Regions from separate parts of the Mus musculus genome. Here region 2 is linked to region 1. The links are chromatin contacts, called in public HiCAR-type maps. All regions are on one chromosome and are shown on one strand. The core of a region is the stretch at or near the end of the contact, and the rest is flanking DNA. Distances in the headings are between cores, read along the strand shown. Region 1 has its middle 6.7 kb from the start of Gm30443. Region 2 overlaps Aff1 (AF4/FMR2 family, member 1).

Evidence for each region. HiCAR-type assays count read pairs that join an accessible place to other places.
Region 2: a contact with region 1 is called in a HiCAR-type map of kidney, with 2.4 times the contacts expected there. The contact joins two enhancer-like sites. A contact is called at or near these places in 33 of 484 Hi-C or Micro-C datasets (the AtT-20 cell line, the BV-2 cell line, the C2C12 cell line and 25 more), 8 of 115 datasets of contacts at active chromatin or transcription factors (SST interneurons, T-cell acute lymphoblastic leukemia, embryonic basal ganglia and 5 more) and 1 of 9 other capture datasets (embryonic stem cells).

What each region holds. Positions count from the first base shown.
Region 1 is chr5:103,363,364-103,369,895 of GRCm38.p6, forward strand. No RefSeq gene overlaps it. Among named protein-coding and RNA genes, the nearest start is that of Gm30443, 6.7 kb to the left of the region's middle. Within about 2 kb of position 2,523, at least 43 of the 459 cell types and tissues checked have an H3K27ac peak or open chromatin away from gene starts, as enhancers often do. A contact at or near this core is called in kidney, where this site is marked.
Region 2 is chr5:103,833,282-103,839,813 of GRCm38.p6, forward strand. It overlaps Aff1 (AF4/FMR2 family, member 1), which reads left to right. Exons shown (of 20, transcript NM_133919.4): 11 at 189-1,178. Among named protein-coding and RNA genes, the nearest start is that of Gm42139, 49 kb to the right of the region's middle. Within about 2 kb of position 3,305, at least 14 of the 459 cell types and tissues checked have an H3K27ac peak or open chromatin away from gene starts, as enhancers often do. A contact at or near this core is called in kidney, where this site is marked.

The DNA of each region.
Region 1 (6,532 bases), core at 1,273-3,772:
AGACTGAGAACAACAGTCATGACTTGGAAGGTGGGGTGAGGGATGCCTCTGTGGTGCAGTTGAAGACTAAGAGACCACACCATTGACAACCTATTGTAAGCGGGGAGATTTGCCAGTGAAACAGATCAGATTCTGGTCTGATAGGCAACCAATCAGGGGAGCAGATACACCTGCCCAGTTGGAAGGAATGAATGATGAAGGAATTTATGACAGATGTACCTCAGCAGCAGATGGGGTATCTACTAAACAGGGAGACTGCTGCTTCACTCCAGAATGAAAGGAAGGGAAAGGAAAGGGGAAGAAAAGGGAAAAGGGGAAAGGGGAAAAGGAAAAGGGAGAAGGGAAAAAAGGGAAGAGGGAAAAGGCAAAAGGGAAAGGAGGGGAGGGGAGAGGTAGAGGGAGGGGGAGAGGGGAGAGCAGAGAGAGGAGAGGGGGAGGGGGAGGAGGGAGAGGAGGGAGAGGAGGGAGAGGAGAAGAGGGAGAGGAAAGGAAAGGAAAGGAAAGGAAAGGAAAGGAAAGGAAAGGAAAGGAAAGGAAAGGAAAGGAAAGGAAAAAGGAAAGGAAGAGAGAAAGAAAAAAAGCCCTAAATAAATAATTGACATTATAGCCGGGCAGTGGTGGCACATGCCTTTAATCCCAGCACTAGGGAGGTAGAGGCAGGTAGATTTCTGAGTTCGAGGCCAGCCTGAGTGAGTTCCAGGACAGCCAGGGCTACACAGAAAAACCCTGTCTCAGAAAACAAAAAAACAAACAAAAATTGACATTTTATATTTTAACAGCAGCAAAAAAAAGGCTTCAAACCAAAGATTTTTAAAACACGAAGCAGTGATTTTTTTTTCATGCCAAAACATTGCTGAGAATTTCATATCTCCTGGATTTCATCCATATTCTTTAGTTCCAGACCTAAAGCAATCTCTTGTGGTTTATAGGTATAAATTGATAATCTGTACTTGTAGCAGGGTGAATGTATAGGCTCTACTCTGCAAGTAACCTTATTTCTATAGGTATAGCTTGGAAACAAGTCGCTGTGCTCCCCAATGTCAACCAAAATCAAGTGCAACCTTTCTCATGCTCAAAGGCAGTATTAAACATATTGATAGAGACCAAGACCACCAACGTGATTTCAGGCAGGGAGGCTTTAGACTGGGCTCTGTGTGCAGCGACATGGTCAGGATTCCACAGCCGAAAATATGCAGGGGTAGCGGTGCTTCATCCTGCACTTCATCCTACCCTCCGCTTTGGCTGCCACAGAAGACCAGATAATCACACCAGATTCCTTTCCAGAGCCTGCCCTTCCTGTTTAAGCCCAGAAGAGAGGGTCTGTCTTAACCCCACCATCGAATTACTAAAATACCTTCCCTTGCGCAGCCTGACTCATCCCCCACCCCCGCACCCTCCTCACAGCACAGGCTCATCAGGTTAATTGTAATTAACCTTTCTAAATTGTAGCCTTTCTAGTTTATTCTGTGCCTCCCATCAAAACCTCTTAACCCCGACCCCTTCAAGTCTCGGGATGCTATAGAAGGCAGCAGGCAGTTCAGAGGTGTGAGTTTAAGGCTAGAAGGGCCACTATGTAGCGAAGCAGTTTTGCTCTCAGGCAGTTACAGTCTCCTAGGAGATGCATCTGTCTCGCAAGCTACTATAAGGCTGTGTGCTAATTGGTCTAATTAAGGTCAAGATCTACAGTTTAGGGATTTGAGACAAAGGACAGAGCCATTTGTTTTCTATTGGTGCCCATTGCTTAGTAAATGATCAGAACCAACTGCTTGTCAGTCGTGGTACTTTAGAAACGGGCTTCGACAACCTCCTATCTCTCTCTCTGCATTCCATACAAACCCTCAGTCCCTGCCAAATTAAGCTGATTAGCCCTGAAAGCGCTTGGCGGTTTCCACCCCCTTATCTTTCCTGATGCCAACTATTTTGAGTAAATCATTACCCCGCTCCTGCCCAAATGCCTGTTAGGTTACCTATTGCCGTTCCTTTAGAAACTCTGCATGAAACAATGTGTTGGGCACCCCCACCCCAGCTGAGTCACTCTCCACTCACTTTCCATTCTCAGTCTACCATAACCCCAGTTATTGAGACCTCCAGTACAGCCCGGCAGCCCCGCCTCCTGCGCTGGCGCTGGCGTGGTCCTCGCTGCCCACTGAGCTGCCCGCATCCACAGCGCTCCGCCTCCTTCTTCCTCTCCACCTCAACCTTTCCTGAGCAGCTGGAAGGGCTCTGTGTCCCTCCCCCATTCCCAGTCACCTCCCCACCCCACCCCGGGACTCCCTCACCCAGCCTGTGGAATTACCTTGTACAGCTCCAGGACCAGAGTCAGCAGGATGTGGCTATGACCACTTTAGAAAGTTAAGCAAAATACCACGACACTGGTGACCCTTGGAAGAAGTCTTGCTAAGCGAAATAATCTCTACGGGGGGGGGGGGGGGGGAAGAAAAATATTTGCTGTGACTCCGTCTACACTTAGAGAAAGCGCAGCAGTGGTTACCTGAGGCTGGTGGGGAGGTGAGAGGGGAGGGTTTAGTTTCACCACAGGAAGAAGACTGTTCTGGAAACAGCAAGCAACAAGGGTCACACAACAGTATAGGGTGGAATGCCGCCGAACTGCATACATAAACATGGTTAACGTGGTAAGCTTTGTTATGAGTAGTTTATCACGAAAATAGATTCAAAGCTACAGTACAGTTTAGTGCAAAGCTAACGTGGCCGCCTCCATCTGTTCTGGGATAACTCACTCTCGGGCTCAATCTCTCCCACCCCGAGCTTCCCCAATTACTCTGAGCATACCTTCACTCTTCCTTGTTCTTGGCTACTTTGTGGCCTGGCTGTGGATGTTTCTTTAAAATCGAGTGTTTGAGCAGTGGGAGCCAAGAGTTGCTAAATAAATATATTTTACCAAAGTATTGCTCCCTTCTCATGGTCCTGCTGTTTGGTTTTCCCACCTCTGTGGACTCCACACCCACAGACTCAGCCTCACGTTCTCTCTAACTAGAGATCGTGGAAACTAACCTCCCTGCTCTCTCCCTGTTCCAGGGAGGCCCGATTCGATCCCGCAGCCTGGAAGCAGGAGTCTGATACCATACAGCTCCCAAGGCTCTGCATTCATTATTACTCCACTTTCCCGCTGAATAATATTGCCTTCGTTACCTACCTCGCCAGAACGCACAAACAGTGAGATATCTTTCTGCTCTTCCCAGTGACTTCGACTGTGTACGCCATGCTTGTTTCAGATACAGTCAGGAGTTACTGGGGTATTTTAGGGATCACACTATCATTACCAATCAAGGGGGTGGTGGTGTGTTTTAGAAAAAGAAAGGAAGCCAGGGATGTGTTTGGTGGAGGCGAGGTATGGTGTGGGGGGAGGGGTGTGTCTCTTCAGGCCATGTAGAAGCATCCCTTTCTGCTGAGGGACAGGCCATGGTATAGAATAGAATAGTTTATTTAGGGCAGGGGGGGGGGGGAATTGAGAGAGTAGAGACAGAAAAAGGCAGAGAGAGAGAGAAATAGAGAGAGGGAGGAAGGGAGGAGGAGGGGGGGAGGAGGAAGAGGAAGAGGAGGGAAGTTGGGAGGGGAGGGGAGTAGAAACCGGCCATGAGCACATGGAGAGAAAGTGGGGAGAGGAAAGGGGAAAGAGGAGGAAGAGGGTACGGGATCAAAAGCAAGAGGAGAAGAGCAAGAGAGGGGGTGGGCAAGCAGCCCCTTTTATGGTGAGTCAGGCATACCTGGCTGTTACCAGGTAACTATGGGGCAGAGCCTAGAGGAAATGTCTACAGGTGGTAGTTTTTAAGTTAACCACAAAACCTCTTCAAATGCAAATGTATCACTTTTTCTTTTGTTTACCTGAGTTCTAACAAACTGTATGTGCACTGTTCTGGGAATCCATGAGTCCCAGGGCAGAAACGTCAAGATGTGTAAGACCCAGAAACGTCATCTAATGCAAATTTGAGCATGCCCGCTCACTGTACTGAAAGTGTCCACAATGACATCATCTGAGTACCATTCTTTAACCCCATGATTCACATACCTGCCCCTGAGGCAGCTTCGTAAATATCCCCAGCAAGGAAGTGCACCGTGGGCTCCCTAGACCGGGTCATACCATTGATCACCGTTTTGGAAACGAAGTGAACTCCTCCGGCCCAAATCTTCCGGGACTGGAATCCATTATGATAACACATTGGAATGCCACCGCCCAATTAAAGGAAATGCGGTTTCCTCAAAGAAACTTCTCAGAATTGGAGCAGGATGGATGTAATATGAACCCAGTGCTTCCTGTAGTATCAAAAAGCTTAGTCAAAGGGACAGGAGCACAACAGAGGAGCACAGAAGTCCACCTGAGAGGGCTTGCAGTGGCTAAGGCTGGGCTAATTAGGGTGGTAACAGAGACAGCAATTCAGTAGGTTATCAGCCGGTATTTAAATAATTACCTGTGAGCTCATAGTGTTATAAGTGAATAGGTAGGGAAAGGCAGAGTGAATTCCACTTGGTAAATTCTTGGTCTTCCAGGAAGGTGGAGGTTAATTCCCCCCGCAGGCCCCCTCCTGCTTCAGTGGCCTGTTTCCAGAGAATGTAACCAGAAGCATTGAGACTTCACTAAGAAGAAATCTGGCAAGCAACAGGGGAGACTCACATCATCAACACGAGCTTGTTGGATGCCCGTATACCTGAGAGGCTGTGAGGGAAGGTGCTTCTTTCTAGAACGTTCTAATCACAAAAAGATCAGGTATCCCCAGTTCAGAGGACTTTTCTACAAAAGACCTATCCAGCTCAGTGCCTCACAGACAAGCTAGGAACCAGGACAGACCAATGGACAGGACAACTTACCATAATGCCATGTTCCAGCTTGGGTCTTAGGATAGAAAAAAAAAAAAAAAAAAAGGTATTGCTGGGGGGTGGGGGGAGTGGCGAAAAACAAAGACAAAAACAACAACAAACCTAGTGAAATCTAGATCTGAAATTTAGTTAATTGTGACAGGGTTTCTCTGTAGAGCCCTGGCTGTCCTGGAACTCACTCTGTAGAGCAGGTTGGCCTCAAACTCAGAAATCTGCCTGCCTCTGCCTCCCAACTGCTGGGATTAAAGGCATGCGCCACCACTGCCCAGCTATGGCTTGCACACTTAAAGGACTTTTAATCCCAGCACTTGGCAGGCAGATTTCTGAGTTCCAGGACAGCCTGGTCTACTGAGTGAGTTCCAGGGCAGCCTGGGGTACACAGAGAAACCTTGTCTCAAAATACAAAACAAAACAATTAAAAAAAAAAAAAAAAAAAAAAAAAAAAAAGCATGAACTCAGAGTTCTGTGTTGCAAGGAATGTGCTCTACTCTAAACTGCGTCTTGAAAGCTCCTTGGTCTGCATGGGAACATGCTGGTCTTTGAAGATGTTGCCCTTAGAGAAGCAGTGTGGGGGCAATGTGGGAACCTCGTGTAGCAGTGCGTGAAATCCTCTGGGCAGTGTGGGACCTCTCCGTGGGGCAGTATGAGAACACTGTATTACTGCCGCAATCTTTCTGTGAGTAAAGTAATTCAAACAAAAACAACAACAAAAAATATTTTTAAGAAAATGTTTCATACCATCTGTACTTAGCTTTAGAAGTAAAATTTGGCTCCATTCCTAGAGGAGGAGTTTTCTACCCCGGGATTTATAGGGCAAAACCAGACTCGTGCCGGAACGAAAACGGGGCTCCATCTTCTTCAGGGCTGGGCTACAGCTTGGTGGTAGAGCTTATGTTCACCATGCAGAGAACATCTGTCCTGAACAGTGCTGTCGTCCCACACTGGTCATCCCACACTGGTCGTCCCACACTGGGAGTTTAAGCCTTTGCTCAGTAGCGGCCTCTGGTGAACAGGGGAGGGAAGGACTTGAAAGGCACTCCTGAGGATGGCCATCGGAAAGTTGTGCCGGAGCCAGAAGTACCAGAGAAGTGAGTTTGGTTTGTTGGTTGGTTGTGTTTGTTTTGGTTGTGTTTGATTTTTGTTTGTTTGCTTGTATGAATCCTAATATATACTACAAAATAACACCATCAAAAGAGACACGCAAAACAAAAGAAAGGAAGAAAGGCCTAGCTAGCCAAGTGATGCTTGAATAGTCCAGCAATTTACTTAAAATGGACAACTCAAACATCACTCGAAGATGCAGCTAAGTTAACAATCCATTCTTACCAACAATATACTGGCCATATGTAGTGGCACTTTAGAGGCAGAGGCAGGCAGGTCTCTGTAAGTTCAAGGCCAGCCTGGTCTACATAGAGAGACACTGGGGGAAAAAAAAAGAAAAAAAAAGCCAGGCAGTGGTGACACACACCTTTAATCCCAGCACTTGGGAGGCAGAGGCAGGCGAATTTCTGAGTTCAAGGCCAGCCTGGTCTACAGAGTGAGTTCCAGGAAACCCTGTCTCGAAAGTCCAAAAACAAAAAACAAAAACAAAAAACTCAGTTTTTTTCTTTTTCTTTTTTTTTTAAGATTTATTTATTTTATTTATATGAGTACACTGAAGCTGTCTTCAGACACACCAGAAGTCTGTATGGCATTAGAT
Region 2 (6,532 bases), core at 2,055-4,554, 470 kb after region 1:
CTGATTTGTAATCTGAAGGAGATGACTGGAGGGTAAATTCTTAGGCTCAAAATGACCACTTGTCTTGGGGACAGTCCTGTATAGACTGCTAACATGGCCACTTGTCCTGGGAATGGTCCTGTCTAGTTAGGCTGCTAACCCAGTTCATCAACCCCGGTTGGTTAATACTTTTCTGTTTCTGCTTCTAGCCCGAGCCTCCGACGACAAACAAATGGCAGCTGGACAACTGGTTGACCAAAGTCAACCAACCCTCAGTGCCCCTGGATGGCCGGGGGAGCACAGAGTCTCCACAATGGCGCCAGGAAAGTAAGGGTGTCGCTGAGGGCAGCAGTGACCAGCAGCATCCTGATTCCAAAGACCCTCTCCCAAAGAGCTCCAGCAAGACTCTCCGGGGTCCCTCTGAGGGGCCCCAGCCTGGGAAGAGGGGCTGTCCGAAATCCCCCGCTCAACAGGAACCCCCACCTCGGCAAACCGTGGGCAGCAAACAACCCAGGAAACCCGCCAAGGGCTCCGGCCAGGCAGAGCCCCAGGCCAGCTCGCAGGCAGAGAGTGAAGTAGGACCCCTTCCCTACGGCTCAAAGGAGCAGACTTCCAAAGACAGACCCAAGGTGAAGACGAAAGGCAGGCCGCGTGCCGTGGGCAGTCGGGAGCCTAAGCCAGAGGTCCCTGCGCCCACGCCTCAGGCAGCCGTGCCCAGACCGAAGCCGCCTGTGCCCACCCCCAGTGAGAAGAGGAAGCACAAGAGCTCCACGGCCCCCTCCAAGGCGCCCTCAGCCCCCCAGCCTCCGAAGGACAGTGCTGGGGACAGGAACCCAGAACACTCTGCTCTTGTCTCCTTGACTCAGAGCCAGGGTCCATCCCACAGCAGCAGGGGCAGCAGTGGCAGCGTCAGGACTAGTGGCTGCCGACAGGCTGTGATTGCCCAAGGGGACGGCTGTAAAGACAAGCTCCTGTTGCCTTTGAGAGACACCAAATTGCTCTCGCCGCTCAGGGACTCCCCACCACCGACAAGCTTGGTGGTGAAGATAACCCTAGACCTCCTCACGAGGATTCCCCAGCCTCTGGGGAAGGGGAGCCGCCCCAGGAAAGCAGAAGACAAGCAGCTGTCAGCAGGGAAGAAGCAGGACTCGGAGACCAAGAGCTGTGACAGCTCCAGCAGAGTGACCAAGAAGAGAAAGGTGGGTGCAGAGACAGGTGGTGGCATGGTCTTTGAGTTGTGGAAGCTTGCTCGGCTGAGCTGCCTCTCCAGGGCTCCTCTTGGCCTGCATCCGCTTCCCGTCCTGCGGGCTGTCACTCGGTCAGGGTATCTTGAGTCACTGAAGGCATCCTCTTTCTGCACACCCCACAGCGAGGCGCAGCATTTTTATGTTTTATGCAGATATGGTTTACTCCCTGGGTGCTGTATTTTATCCTGGAGGTTCCACAAAGCGGCGCGATAGTGTTCTGAGTCGTCTGAAGAACTGTGCACTCATGACCACGTGCTTTGTCCCTAGAACTAGCTAAGGCCTCTGGGGAGAGGTAGCGAAGTGAGCTGGTGGGGCAAGCTCGGCATGCTGAGTGGCCGTCACGATGTGTTTTCAAGGCAAACCTTCATGATGCGGCTTTCTATTAGGCATGATGCCAGTTTGGACAGTGTCGTCTTCCTTTATTCAAAGGGGTTGAGCTCTGGATTCCTGGATTTTTTTTTTCTTTTTCTCCTTTGTGATGAGGAAAGACTCCCGAGGGTACTACTACTACCTGCCCAGATCTTTTCACAGAGCACAAGGGCCATCTCTGCTTTGCTGACCAGGAGAGGATTTAGCACTCTTGAGTATAAGAAAGATATCTTACGAGGAAGATCATGTTGAAGCCCAGATAGTTTATCCACCTGGTTAAAGATATAGTGGCTCTAGCAAACCGAAAAGGGAGATTTCCCCCAGAACCTGGTTGCTGGAGACTTGAATATCTGTGACCCTATCTACTGTGCCCAGGTGCTTACTGAAGAAGGGGCTGTCTGAGCTGAGAGAGGACAGGTTTCCGTGTCAGGACTCTAGCTGGGGGACTAGGGGTGAGACAGTATATGTCTATGGAGCTCTGTTCTGGATCGTGCCACGTAGACCAGGCTGACCCCAAACTCACAGAGATCATCTGCCTCTGCCTCCTAGTTAAAGGCCTGCACCACCATGCTAGAAAGATTTTTTTTTAAAGCTTTTAGAATGAGATGGAATAGTGTGTGTGTCTGTCCGTCCATCCGCCTGCCTTTCTGTCTGAGACAAAACTTTATCGGAACTTGTGGTGGACATGCTTAGGGAAAAGTGTCCCTGCAGCTACTGCCTGAGCGGGACCCCTACTCGTGCTGGCCAGCAGCCAGTCTCCTGTCACCCCCATCTGAGCTGCCTTGGCTTATTTTATGTTGTCTCTGGCACTAATCCTCTGCTTTTCTGCCTCCCACTGGAGTGGAAGGAAATACAGTGTGCAGTGTGCTTCCTTGTTGGTTAGAGAGTCGTCAGCCTTCACGGGAAGGGGGACGTGGGGGGCGTCTAGGCTAGCTCCTCCGCATTCTGAGATCAGAGCCTGTCCTCTGGAAGCTGAGCCTCTAAGGCATGGCTCAAGGGAAGCATTCTGTTCAGAGCTTGGGGAAGTTTCCTCATCTCCACCGTGCACGTGAGTTCTGCAAAGTGTCTGGTCCAAGAGAAACTGAGGATAAGTGCCAACTGTGGTGCCTGTTAGCCAAGCAGACTGTGCCCTGGCCTCATGTGCTCTGTGCACTGCAGCAGGTACCTGTCAGGGTCTACCCGGCTCCTCTCAGCTCTCCTCGCCCCACCCCATCCCAATCTTCTCCAGTTTGTGGGCTTCCCTACCCCAGCTTCTGATTCCGATAGAACCTGCCATTTGGGCCATGTGCTCCAATAGATCTTGGTCCCCTCTCCTTTTTTCTCCCCCCCCCCCCCCCCCGCCCCCGTCCCCGTCCCCTCCATGGCTGATTCAGTCTGCTGACCATGTTAAGTTCGCTACTTCCTCTCCCTACTCTGGACCCTTCCTGATGCCTCTGGCTGTACTCTCCCTCATATGTCTACAACAGGAAGCTTCCCTTCAACCACACCTTGGAGTGGCCATGTCCTCATTCTAGACACAAAGCTCTAGCAAACAGCCAAGAGATCCAGCTTGGTAGTCAGCCTTTCCGTGGTGAAGATGGGACCCATTGGTTTAAATCCTGGCTGTATTAAAGTCCTGGCAAGCCTGATCACTTTACAGTCACCTAGGGACAGCGGGAGGAGGACTCTGGCATTTTTTAAATTCCTAGGCAGTCCTAATTCCGTGGGGCTGGAAGCAGTGAAGCGCAGCCTTCCCAGGTCCCTGCTCAGGCCGAGCTGGTGCTTGGGTAGAGGAGCTGTGGAGGTGTGCTGTGAGTGTGGTTAGCATCGGTTAGGCATTCATTGCTTCAGGTGTGGCATTAGTTAGCTGCTTGACTGAGACGCTTCCAGAGAGCTATGGATCCAAAGCTAGTTGTTGTATATTTACCCCTCAGCAGAGTCATGTGTTCTCTGATGCGGTAGGCCTTGCGTATGTTACCCGTTTTGTGCGTCAATGCCATGACGGCCATTCAGGCCTCCCTGGCTCCTCCGGTGGGGTCACCTGGTTTGCAAACCTGGGAACCTGGCTCTAGGCCAGAGGTTTACCAACTTTTTTTTGTTTGTTTGTTTGTTTGCTTTGTTTTTAAGATTTATTTATATGAGTATACTGTAGCTGTTTCCAGACACACCAGAAGACTGTATCAGATCCCTTTACAGGTGGTTATGAGTCACTACGTGGTTAATGGGAATTGAACTCAGGACCTTTGGAAGAGTAGCCAGTGCTCTTAACCATCTCTCTAGCCCCTGACTTGTTTTTTAACATGGGAATATTTCTCCCCAATGCCTTCATCTTCAGCGTGAAAGCTAGAAAACGCCTTTTCAAGATGTATTTAGAGACATTTAAGAGTTTTCCAAAACGTTCACGTGAGTGCAGTTTATTCAAAGCCCCCCACCCCCACCCCCAGCTTCTCACTGTCCTACTATGAAGTTTAACAAAAGTTCTCAAAGGATTCAAGTCTTTGAAGGCATTTTAGCCTTAAATACTCAAGAGAATATCAGAGATTACACAGTAGGGTGGGGATGGAGTTCAGTGTCTGAGCACCTCTCTAGCATTATTAAGGCTCTGGATGCAATCCTCAGCCATGCAAAACCAAAAGCCAGCCAGCAAGAGAGAGCCGATGGTGCAGACAGCTGTGATGAAGAGGGGACTGGGTTAGGAACAGTTGATGAGGCACAGTGGAGAAACTGAGGTAAATACACAAGCCGAGCAGTGCTTCTTTAAACTGCTGTGTACAAGTGCCAGCATCCACTCCCTTTTCTTAAGATTATGACTCTTTAGGGACACAGTCGGAGACTTCAGCTCTGTGTGTGCGCGCTTTTGTAAATGATCCATTCCAGCCATTTGACTGAAGATTGCCCCCTTCAAATAAGTGGCTATCTTTTGATATTATTGTGTTGGTGTCACCAGTGTAGCCCAGGCTAGCCTGAGAGCCAAGATCCTTCTGTCTCAGCTTCCCAAGTGCTGGGATTATAGTCATGTGCACAGATAAGTAGACAGTCTTCCTTATTTCAATAAATAACGGGATGAAGAGTTCACTGAAGTCTTCCTCTCTAACAGAATTGGTTTATTAATCAAGAAACCGTCATGTTTGGTGGGGGAATCAGTGTATTTATATACTCCTTCATTTATGTAGACAGAGGAAGGGAAGTCATTGTATGACAGGAAGAGGCGTGTTTTTTTATTATTATTATTATTAGATTATTTTACTTATTTACATTCCAAAAGTTGCCCCCCTTCCCTGAGTTCTTCATATCTCTCCTCGCTCCCCACAAAGGTGTGTTTCTTATGCTTGTCATGGTTAGTTCTGCCTTTGACCCATCCAGTTAACTAACGCCTTCTAGGTTTCTTTTCAGCTTGGTTGTTTATTGACTGGGGAGCATGGCAGGTGTGTGTGGTAGTGGAGGCTGCCTTAAGTCCGCCAGTTCCTGTGTGTCTGCCTCAACTGCCAAGGAGTAAAGCCGATCCACTTTCCTGTCCTGTGGGGCTTTCTTCCTGTCCTCTCAGGCAGTCTTCTGGTGGAGGTGTGAAGCGTGATCTTGGGCTGAGAGGTCATATCTTTTCTTCTTACTGAACCTCCTTCAGAGAGTTGCCCTGATCTTCCCATTCCCCCCCAGCTTCACACGCAGGCAAGCTACGTTGCTTCCTGTGTGAGCAGAGCCGTAGCAGTCCCTCCAAGCCACCGCCCTTTGCTGAGACCCAGAAAGGCTCAGGAATCTTATGGCTGTTCAGTAGTGGGGTGTGTGTGTGTGTGCATTCCTCCCAGTCTTGTGGTTTGTCCTGTCTCTCGTGTCTCTATAGACACGTGTCTCTGGGGAAGACTCTTGAGAGGCACAAAGGCAGAGCTCTCAGATCTGTATACTGACCCTGGCGATTACACTCACCAGGGCGGTTACAACACTCTTCCTGGCTCCATGCCTCCATTGCCCAATGTGGCCACCCTGGTGCCCATGCACTCCCGTTCTCCAGGATCTCAGGTTCTTCCTCACACCCTCTCGTCTCCACCACTATAGCCAAGCTCCCAGGATCTTTCCCACCAGTCAGAACCTGTGGACCCTAAGTGAAACGCTACCTTTCGCTTTCCTTTGAACTACAGGCCACCCTCATGATGAGCAAGGTAGGCACCAGGCCACCGCCTACCCTCATGGTGGGCCCCGCACCCGCATGGCCCCATCTCTTCCTTTTATGGCCTTGCTCTTTTGCTCTGTTCTTGTAGGTGGCGCAGCACTTGGCATGTCACCCAACAGGCTGAGAAAAGCCAGCAGTTCACTGAGACTTGCTGGCAGCCGTTGGTCTTTCCTGGGTGGTTGGATGGGGATGCAGGCACCACTGGAAACTCACATTCCTTAAAGTGGGTTGACTGGCAGAGAGATTTGCTTTTTCCCCTCTTAAAGAACATTGCAGTCACCTAACTTTTGTGTGGCTTCCAGACCTAGAAAAAGCTAAAGACCCCATGCCTCCTATAAATGTGGCAGGCCTTACTCATGGGGTTCAAGTTCAATTACTGACCCCCACTACCGTGCACCCCCACTTTGGCCCTCTCTTTAGTCTAGCCTCTCAGGGTTCCTGTGCAGCCCCGCCCCAGGAGTGACTGCCACACAGCTTGGCTGCTGTTCTTAGTTTCTGTACCACTTGGAGATTCCACTGCTGCTCTGGGGAAGCCTGGGCCTTTCCACATAGACAACATGGGGGGGGGGCACGGTGCACAGGGGGCCCACACTGGAGCCTTTTGCTTACTTAGTTTAATGCCATCCTTTCCGTTAGGCGTTATGTACCATGCTTCTGTGTTCTGAAGTGCCCATAGAAAGCTAATGATTTAGGAGAGAGGTAAATGTTAGCATTTCCAGACGCTGGCCTCGAAGCTGATGTCTCCTGTGTGCTGGCTCCCCTTGTGCTTGTGATTGGCAGAGACTCCAGCAGC